2 separate regions of the Mus musculus genome follow, and region 1 is linked to region 2. Evidence: chromatin contacts called from public promoter capture Hi-C data. All regions are on one chromosome and are shown on one strand. Each heading gives the region's core, a stretch centred on a gene start, on an enhancer-like site or on the middle of the called end of the contact. The rest is flanking DNA. Distances are from core to core; before and after follow the strand shown.

Region 1 (4,881 bases), core at 2,100-4,599, 120 kb before region 2:
TCATTACCATTGGCTAGTGACAAGATGAGATGTGGTGGAGTTAAAGGAGACTGGAGAGACAAGTAAACACTAGGCAGGATCTTTGATCATATTGCAGATCCAAAAACAGAGAATAAGCTATTATGAGGAATATTTTGGAGGTGCGAATATGAGCTCTTTCTTGGACAGTGTTACATTAACATTCGTTTTCAGATGCGGCGCCACCGTAGTTACTCAGGAAAACGTTTGTGCTCAAAGAGACACATGGGCAAGGACTTTCAGATGCAGTGTTGGAGACGCTTGTAGCGTTTCCCAGGTATGTTTCTTTAAGTGATAGATACTCAAGTAGGTAAAGCAATCGGGATGAAATATTAACAAGTGAGGAGTCTGGGCAGAAGGAAGATGGGTGTTCACTGGTCTATCTTTTAACATTTTCTGTAAGTTTAAATATTTCGCAAATAAAAGTCTGGGTTGGAGAAATAACCAAAAAACGGAGAAGCAGGGCCCGATGGTTCTGAGAGAGCTGGCTACGTTTCCATTGTGAAACTAGACAACTGCAGTCATTAGATCACTCAAGTGATCCTTTTGAGAGGCTGTGATGCAGTTCACATGAGCAGTGAGGTGCTTTAGCATTTCCGGGTTTGACTTGGCTCTAGTTTTCAAGTAAGTATAATCTGTTTCATAATTCTAGGTTTTAGAATAATGTTTGATATATTTCTGAAATGAGTAGGCCATCAGCAAAAATTAACAGCAACTGGATGATCACATTTCGTCCTGGGGTCACCGCAGATGCCTGCATCCATCAGGGACCTCAGGGTGCGACATACCTGCGACGATGAAGGACTCTCGCCATCTGGGTAAAGATAAAGACTGAACCCCATTCGAGTAGCTTCCTTTGTAACCAGACTGCCCAGCAACTTTCCGAACAAGTATTTTCCCTCCTGAATTATCCAGCACACCGCTATAAAAAGAAAACACACAAACAACCACAACGATAGCAGCAGCAGCAACAACAACAATAAACACTACCCACTAAACCTTAGACAGAAGGAAGCATAGATCTACAGCCTGACAACTGCCCTGGGTCTTTAGTCAGGCACTAGAAAGCAGTGACGGTTAAGGGAACGTATGCTCAGATGTGCAGTCAATCCCGCGCATGCGCATGGTGTTAAACTGAGCATGGTGGTACAGGCCTTTAACCCCAGCACAAGATGGGGGGGGGGCAGAGGGGGAGGGGGAGGCAGGAAGGGGGTGGGGGAGAGGGGAAGGGTGGGAGGGAAGGAAGGAGAGACAGTCGGATCTCTGTGAGTTCGAGGTCAGCCTCTGCTACAGAGTGAGTTCCAGGATAGCCAGGGCTACACAGAGAGACCCTGCCTTTACTTCCCCACCCCCACCCCATGGTATTTCCCCCACTGGACGTGGCACCTGACCTCTAGGTCAGATGACCCCTTTTCCAGGTCAGATGACCCCTTTTCTGGGTCAAATGTCTGTTGTGCCAGCTAGAAATTCTCTTGCCTCTTATGATTTCTAGTTCTTTCGCTTTCCTAGTCCTATTCTTAACTTGTGTATTTTTTGGTCTCTTCTTTTTGTTTGTGTGTTTTTGTTTTTGTTTTTTTGAGACAGGGTTTCTCTGTGTAGCCCTGGCTGTCCTGGAACTCACTTTGTAGACCAGGCTGGCCTCGAACTCAGAAATTCGCCTGCCTCTGCCTCCTGAGTGCTGGGATTAAAGGCATGCGCCACCACGCCCGGCATAGGTCTATTCTTTTTAAAAATTAATTAATTACTTAATTTTTTTTAAAAGATAGGATCTTGCTACATAGACCTGAAACTCAGAAATTTGCCTGCCTTTGCTTCCTGAGTGCAGTGATTAAATAATGTGATACCACACCTAGCCCCTTCTCTCTATTCCCCTTCCTTCCTTCCTTCCTTCCTTCCTTCCTTCCTTCCTTCCTTCCTTCCTTCCTTCCTTCCTTCCTTTCTTCCTTCCCTTCTTTTGAGACAAGGTTCTTTCTCTAGGTATCCCAGGCTAGTCTCAAAGGCCGCTATATAAACCAGGCTGGTCCTCTTGCCTCTCTCCATACCTGACTTACTTCCTTTCTCTGGTCACGTCTGTATTTGTAGGTTGGCTTTGTACTCCTGAACTCAAGCCATTCCCCTGTCTCAGCCTCTGGAGTGCCTAGCACTATGACATGTACCGCTAGTTTGGAAGGAAAACTTTGTGCCTGAAAATTTCTAATTTGGCTTCGAGATAAAGCAGGATGAATCCAGTCACTTTAGGGAGCAGGTTACAGTTGTTGTAAGTACATGGTTCTTTGATTTAGGGCTAGAGATGGAAAAGACACCGCTAAATGAAACTCATTTGAAAAGAAAACTCAGGGCAGAGGGTGTAGCTCAGTGTTAGGGGGACTGATTAGCATGTGTGGGTCCCTGGGCTCCGTTCTTAGCACTGCGATAAGAAAAAAAAAGGAGAGAAAGGAGGAGGAGAAAGAGAAGGAAGGGTGAAGAGGAAGAGAAGGAAGAAGAGGAGAAAGAGGAGGAGGAAGAGGAGGAGGAAGAGGAGGAGGAGGAAGATGAGGAGGAAGAGGAGGAAGAGGAGGAGGAAGAGGAGGAGGAGGAAGAGGAGGAGGAAGAGGAGGAAGAAGAGGAGGAGGAAGAGGAGGAGGAGGAGGAGGAGAGGAGGAGGAAGAGGAGGAGGAAGAGGAGGAGGAAGAGGAGGAGGAAGAGGAGGAGGAAGAGGAGGAGGAGGAGGAGGAAGAGGAGGAGGAAGAGGAGGAGGAAGAGGAGGAGGAAGAGGAGGAGGAAGAGGAGGAAGAGGAGGAGGAAGAGGAGGAGGAAGAGGAGGAGGAAGAGGAGGAGGAAGAGGAGGAGGAAGAGGAGGAGGAGGAGGAGGAGGAAGAGGAGGAGGAGGAAGAGGAAGAGGAAAAGAAAAGAGATCTCTTGATAGTTGAAAATGATTCCTTAATTTCTAGGATTTTTTTACCAGCTCTTTCGTCCTGATGTCTAGGGACTGGTATATCTATCTATCTGTTAAGCAGAAGGCCCACCTGAGTTCCTAAGTAGCACCTTGCTCCAGTCTCCCATGGCTCCTCTGGGTATCTCTATTTTACGGCATATGAATAAAAAGCACAAGGATTAGCTCCCATCAGCACCTCCAGGGTGAAGGCTGCCATTTCCTTGCTCTCCCAACTCCACAGTGACTCAACAACTTTCAACACTCAGATTCCGATGGCCTTGAACAACATGATGATAGCATTTGACGTGTAAAAGCACTTAAAGGCTTTAAAATAACCTCACTCAGGTCTCACTGCGCCTTCCCAGCAAACTTCAGAGTGACCGGGCTGGGAGGAGGGAATGTTGTTATTCCCTGTTCCATAGAAACAGGCAGCTCCAAGAGTGAGTCACCCAAGGTTTTGTAACTAACGCTTTGCAATCGCTTATCTGAATGCAGGCAGGCCTCACTGATCTCAAATCATGGGTTCAGCCCTGTTGGTTGTGGTACTTCCTTAGGGTTCACAAGCACAAATACCTCCCCTTCCAATTTCTTGTCACTCCCTGTAGCCTTCACTGCTCCACCATGGGGTCTGGGTAGCCCTCTGCTGCTGACCAACCTTGCCATTCCATTCACGTGGCTTACATTGTGCTGTTCTCTTCTCTGGGCCCCCTCTGTCTCCATGTCCTTCCTCACAGAGAGCCTGACACCATCTTGCTTCTGCAACCCTATTAGACTTTTGCTCTCACAACGTACTTGGTGATCTACTGTCTTGTACCACCTCTAACGAATTCTGGACTTAATGTGGTTTGTTAAGTAAATAAAAAAATATTTTAAAAAATGGATTAAACCTGGCTCTGTGGTGCAATGGATAGCGCATTGGACTTCTAGACAAAAAACGGATTAAAAATATTTTTTATGTGTAGGTATTTGGCCTGTATGCATATATGTGCACATGCATGCCTAGTGCCCACAGAGGCCAGAAGAGGGCATCTGATCACCTGGAACTGGAGTTACAGATATCTGTGAGTCCCTGTGTAGGTGCTGGAAACCAATCATGGGTCTTTTGGAAGAGCAACCAGTGTTTTTCACTAGTGAGCCATCTCTACAGCTCCCGGAAAAATCCCTATGGAAAGGATAACATTTTATTTTTCTGTGTAAGCCTACTTATCAGTGGGTTGGGCAGGGGATTCTTATACCAGCTTTGGGAGCCAGTTGTTAACTAACCTTGCAGGATTTCACAACCCAGTTGACTTGACCTTGGGGTTTGAGGTCAGTCATCTTAAGAGTGTCTATATGTGGAAATACACTAACGAGGCCTGTCTCCCTTCTGTCGCCTTGGTGGAGAATTTATCACTAGACTCTGCACAGACATGTGCGTGGCTTTGAAGTTCACCTCCTTCCTGACACAGCGCCTGGGATCTGAGATAAACTTAGGGTCAGTTTCCCAGCTCGGAGAGGGAGCATAAACCGCTGAGCCAGCTGTTGAGTGGCAGCTGTTCAGAGGTCAGGCATACACTTAGAAAACCTTCAGGAAGAGGGCTTGGCACAGACATGGTCTCCTCATTGATCCATCTTAGGAAGAGCTCTCTCTTTTTTACCAAGTGCTTGCTTCTTTGCCTTTACGTATTTGGGTTAAGACCTGCTATATTGCTTAGTGTATAAAAGTGCTTGCCGACTGTGAGGAGACTTTTCTTTTCTTCTTTTCTTTTCTTTTCTTTTCTTTTCTTTTCTTTTCTTTTCTTTTCTTTTCTTTTCTTTTCTCTTCTCTTCTCTTCTCTTCTCTTCTCTTCTCTTCTCTTTTCTTTTCTTTTCTTTTCTTTTCTTTTCTTTTTCTTTTTTCTTTTCTCTCCTCCCCTCCCCTCCCCTCTCCTCTTCTTTCCTTCTCTTTTCCTTCCTTCCTTCCTTCCTTC
Region 2 (4,374 bases), core at 1,824-4,323:
GAGCTGAGTTATGTAGCACACTAATCTTTCAGCGGCGGCGAGCTTTCCAATGCTCCGCTGACGTCACCGGATTGCCTGCTTGCAACAGGAATGAACACAAACACACTCGACTGAATACCCAACACAGCGAGGCCACAGCTGCACCTCCCAAATCTAAGCTTGAGACGGAGCCCCAGTCAGTTGCGGGGAACGAGAGCCGAGCGGTGGATCTCAGCTCTTAAAATGAATACATTCAGAGTAAGTCAGGAGCCGCCAAACCTCTACGCCCACAATTGCCAACTTCTTCCCTAGGGGAGGGTTTAGTGGCAGAATAAAAGAGCTTATTACACCTTCTCTGTAACCTATCTCTTGGCCACCTTTTGAGCTTCATGTCAACACTAAGCTTGGATTTTTCCCCCTCCCCAACATTTATTAAATTCACTTGTTAGTTGATTTTTTTAAAAAAAATATTAGCTTCTTTTAAGTATAAAGGGATTTTTAAAATCAGAACAAATGGGTCCCCTTGTCAAGACTAATCTTGTATCTTCTCATAGTTACAACCTACAAAGAAAAGCAGGCAGACTTAAATTACTTTATAGTGTAATTAATTTTCACGCACACATCCACAGACTCATGCAACTACTATCCAGATAGAGAAATAACATATTTATAGAATTCCAGATAGTTCTACTCCCTACTAACCAATACTGGGAATCATACTGACCCCTCTGTCCATGGTTTTCCCATTTTTAAACTCCATACAAATAGACTCACATCACACATAATTACTCTGTCTCGACACCATACTTGATAGTGTGTGTGTGTGTGTGTGTGTGTGTGTGTGTGTGTGTGTGTGTGTGTGTAAATTCGTGAATGTGGTGACAGCCGCAAAGGTTCACATTTCTCAGCTACTTAGCATTGTGTTGTGTGACCATGCTACAGCTTATTTATCCACCGATGGACCTCAGAGTCTCTAGCTTTGGGCTGTGGGTAAAGTTGCCATGAACTTTCTCATGCATGCGCTTGGTGCACAAAAGCACTTGTTATGATGAATTGCTGCAGCAGAAGGTCTGTGTGTGCTGACTGTGTGTGTTTCTGTGTATTTCTGTGTGTGTGTGTGTGTTAAGCTTTCTATTATTGGGCAAGGAATAATTGGGGTCAGAAAGACAAAACACGTGCGACTGATGTGATAGAATGCTTAATTGAATTACTCAAAATTGTTTGGTTATTTTCACTCTTTTCTAAAAGCAGTGAAGAATCCCGAGGAGAAATCACCTCCTCACATCTCCTAGGCTGGTCTCAGCTGAGAAAAGCAAGCAAGCACAAGCAGGAAGTGATGCTGGCACACCCTGAATGTTCACCAAGAGTACACAAAGTGTGCCATGTAGATACTATGAAGTATCATTCAGCTGCCGAAAGAAGCAGCCCCACCACATGCTACAAGATGAACTGTGACAGCTCTATGCTAATGGAACCCCAGGAAGACCTGCATTTTATGGTCCAATTTTCCCAAGTTAGTAATAGAACCTTGTGGGTTAGAGAGACCACGCTAACAGCGCTGGCTGCTCTTCCAGAAGACCCAGGTTCGATCCATAGCACCCACGTGACAGCTCACAACCACCTATAACTCCAGTTTCACGGGATCTGACTCCCTCCCTGGCCTCCCTGGGCACTGTGTGAATACTCAGACTCCTAGGAAGCAGAATAGTGGTGCCCAGGGGGAGGGAGAGAAAAAACAAAACCTTTGGGTAATGGTGAAGAGTCTTATATTTGCAAGGAGAGAAAGCTGTCAAGATAACTTCTACAAAACAAAAACCAACACTATGCAACATATTTGAAGTGGTTAAGAAAGAAATAAACACAGAAAAGGATATATTTTAGAGTTGGGAACCCTTTTAAAATGAAAGTATATGACATCACTTCCTTCCTCTCGTTCCTTCCCTCTCAACCCTTGAATGTTCTTCCCACTCTCAAACTCATGGCCTCTTTTTCTTTGACTATCACACACACACACACACACACACACACACACACACACACACACAGACACACACTACTGAATCCATTAGTACTGCTTCTATGTATATGATGCTACGGGGACCACTTGATACAGGATAAACTACTAGGGACCTTACTCCTGGGGAAGCTGAGTTCTCCCTTGGCATTTGCTATGGTTCTTTGTCTAGGGGTGGGGACCAGTGAGGTTCTCCCTTTCAGCATTAGCATGTCCATTAGTAGATGTTAATTTTGAAAACCAGAGAGGAAGAACAACACCCCATAATTTTAGCTGATAAATAGTCTTCTCTTACTTTTTGGCAAACTGGTCTTAAATGAGACGCAGTCGCTGTCTGCCAGATTCTTGTGTTTCAGATGCTGGAGGCAGGGGAATCGTGGTGGGGCGGGACAAGTGTGGCTCTCCGTAGAAGGGGCTTAGGGTCTGGGTAAGAGCCTTGAAGTTGAATAAACTTGCATAGTTATTGTTCAAGTGTGGAAGAACGTCATAGCACATTAAGTACCAGCTACTTCCTAGGTCTCTCTAACTGAATAAAGCTACCCCTGTCCCTCAGATGTTGCATGAAGCAAAGTCCTGAGTTGTAGCAACTCTTAAATAACCTTGAAGAAACATTCAGTTTGTGACAGTTTTCAGCTTGTCAATAGATATGATCGAGCATAAAGCCTCTTGGTAGCCGCTGAGCTGCAGCTGAAGCAGCCCCTGCAGAAGCCACCTCCATGGAGGATCAGCTGCCCACAGTTCCTGGCGGGGGCACCAGAGCCTTAGGAGCAATGCTGAGGCTTTCGGCACACATCATACCTTCCCCAAAATGGTCATGACTTGAGGTAAGCCGGAGAGCACGACAGGCATGTGACCTGTTGATGAATGGCAGGCTTTCCAGCCAAGAACATTATTGGATCTTTCTTGTCCCTGGATTCGGCTTCCTAACTTGACCTCACTTGAAAATAGAATGGGTTATTTAGAAGCTGAGACAGGATTTATTGCCACGGAATTTATGAATTAGCTTTTACCTCTACTGGGAGCTGAGCCTTTGGGTTAGTCTTAGGCAGGCTCTGACCTTGAGATACAGGCTGCCTGCCCTGCCCTTGACACAGGAAACAGTGTCTAACTTCAGGATACAGATCGGTGAGCTGCCTCCTTTCCACCACTTCCTAAATAGACCCAGAGAAAAACATTGTAACGATGAAAACAATAATTGTTTCTATCAGCCCTGTGGTCTCTGCTAAAGCAGATAATATGAATTACAATGTTATACACTTTCCATGGGTCTGAATACACTTATTTTTTGTTTCAAAGAAAGAGGGTGAAAATAATATTCTCTGAATTTAATTTTTTATTCCTTTCTGGTATTTTTTCTTCCCTCCCCTCCCTCCTTCCACCCCACTGCTTCTGTCTTCATATCAGTTGAGCTAGTTGGAAGAGCATTTATGAGTTTGGAGCTAGGAGAAGACCAACCTCTCCGTTCTGAGGAGCCATGGAACTCTAGGAAACTTCCCAGCCCTCAGTGTATCAGTTACCTCTCATTTCAGATAAAAAAAAAATGATGCCATTGGGCTGCTTAGGGTTTCCATAATGATGACACAAAATAGATGATAGATGGTAACTGCCACTTATAATTATTATGTTGGATTCTTACGGACAAGTTCTTATGGAGTAAGAAAGGAAAAACCGGCTCAGATTGCTATAAAACTATTGGAAGAGATGGTTGGAGGATTCAATGCACAGGAAAGGGGAATAGGGAAAGGGTATAATTACTTACATCAGTGTAGTAAGAAGATTGTTGTAGCAAATAAGCAGAATCCAGTGAACGCTCTCATATGACCTGCCGGTGTAAGCCCGTGTAAGCCACATAAACCCGTTCCTTTCCTAAGCTGCTTTTGCTCAGGGTGTTTTGCTAACCATGAACTTTATATAGTGTCTATGTTGGCAAGGCTAGTTTAAGAAATACAATTCTTTAAATAACATGGACAGAAAAAAAAGAGAGAAAGAAGAACTTTCCTGTGCAAGATTGGTCTAGTCAATACTCCAGCTTGGTTGGAGAGGGACCGGTGAGCTCTGACCCCTAGATGAGGAGCCACTGGCAGTTGGGGGCTTCTCAGGGAAGGACAGTCACTTTTTCTTAAGGGTATGACTCCTGGTAGGTCAACCAAAGTGCAGTGAATGACCTCATTCTCATGAGTATAGGATAAGGCCGGTCACAAAACAAACAAACAACAACAACAACAACAACAAAACCACACACAACCCAAAAGGACACAAAGTTGGGAAGGAGCAAAGGGGAATAGATCTAACAGAATATAATCAAAATATATCGTATGCACGTATGAACTTCTCAAAACATTAAAAACAAGTTGTATTTTTAAAAATGAGCTGAGATCATT

Evidence for each region. Capture Hi-C pulls out chosen DNA fragments and counts their contacts.
Region 1: a promoter capture Hi-C map of adipose tissue shows a contact between it and region 2. The contact joins two enhancer-like sites. A contact is called at or near these places in 3 of 15 datasets of contacts at CTCF or cohesin (the NIH/3T3 cell line and embryonic stem cells), 32 of 484 Hi-C or Micro-C datasets (embryonic fibroblasts, embryonic stem cells, induced pluripotent stem cells and 3 more), 8 of 115 datasets of contacts at active chromatin or transcription factors (acute myeloid leukemia, differentiating embryonic stem cells, embryonic fibroblasts and 4 more) and 1 of 9 other capture datasets (adipose tissue).

The regions. Positions count from the first base shown.
Region 1 is chr17:78,570,144-78,575,024 of GRCm38.p6, reverse strand. It overlaps Vit (vitrin), which reads right to left. Exons shown (of 14, transcript NM_028813.2): 5 at 807-940. All of the region lies in intron 1 of Gm32573 (a long non-coding RNA gene), which reads left to right. Among named protein-coding and RNA genes, the nearest start is that of Gm32573, 16 kb to the left of the region's middle. Within about 2 kb of position 3,349, at least 38 of the 459 cell types and tissues checked have an H3K27ac peak or open chromatin away from gene starts, as enhancers often do. A contact at or near this core is called in adipose tissue, where this site is marked.
Region 2 is chr17:78,450,105-78,454,478 of GRCm38.p6, reverse strand. No RefSeq gene overlaps it. Among named protein-coding and RNA genes, the nearest start is that of Gm32464, 12 kb to the left of the region's middle. Within about 2 kb of position 3,073, at least 32 of the 459 cell types and tissues checked have an H3K27ac peak or open chromatin away from gene starts, as enhancers often do. A contact at or near this core is called in adipose tissue, where this site is marked.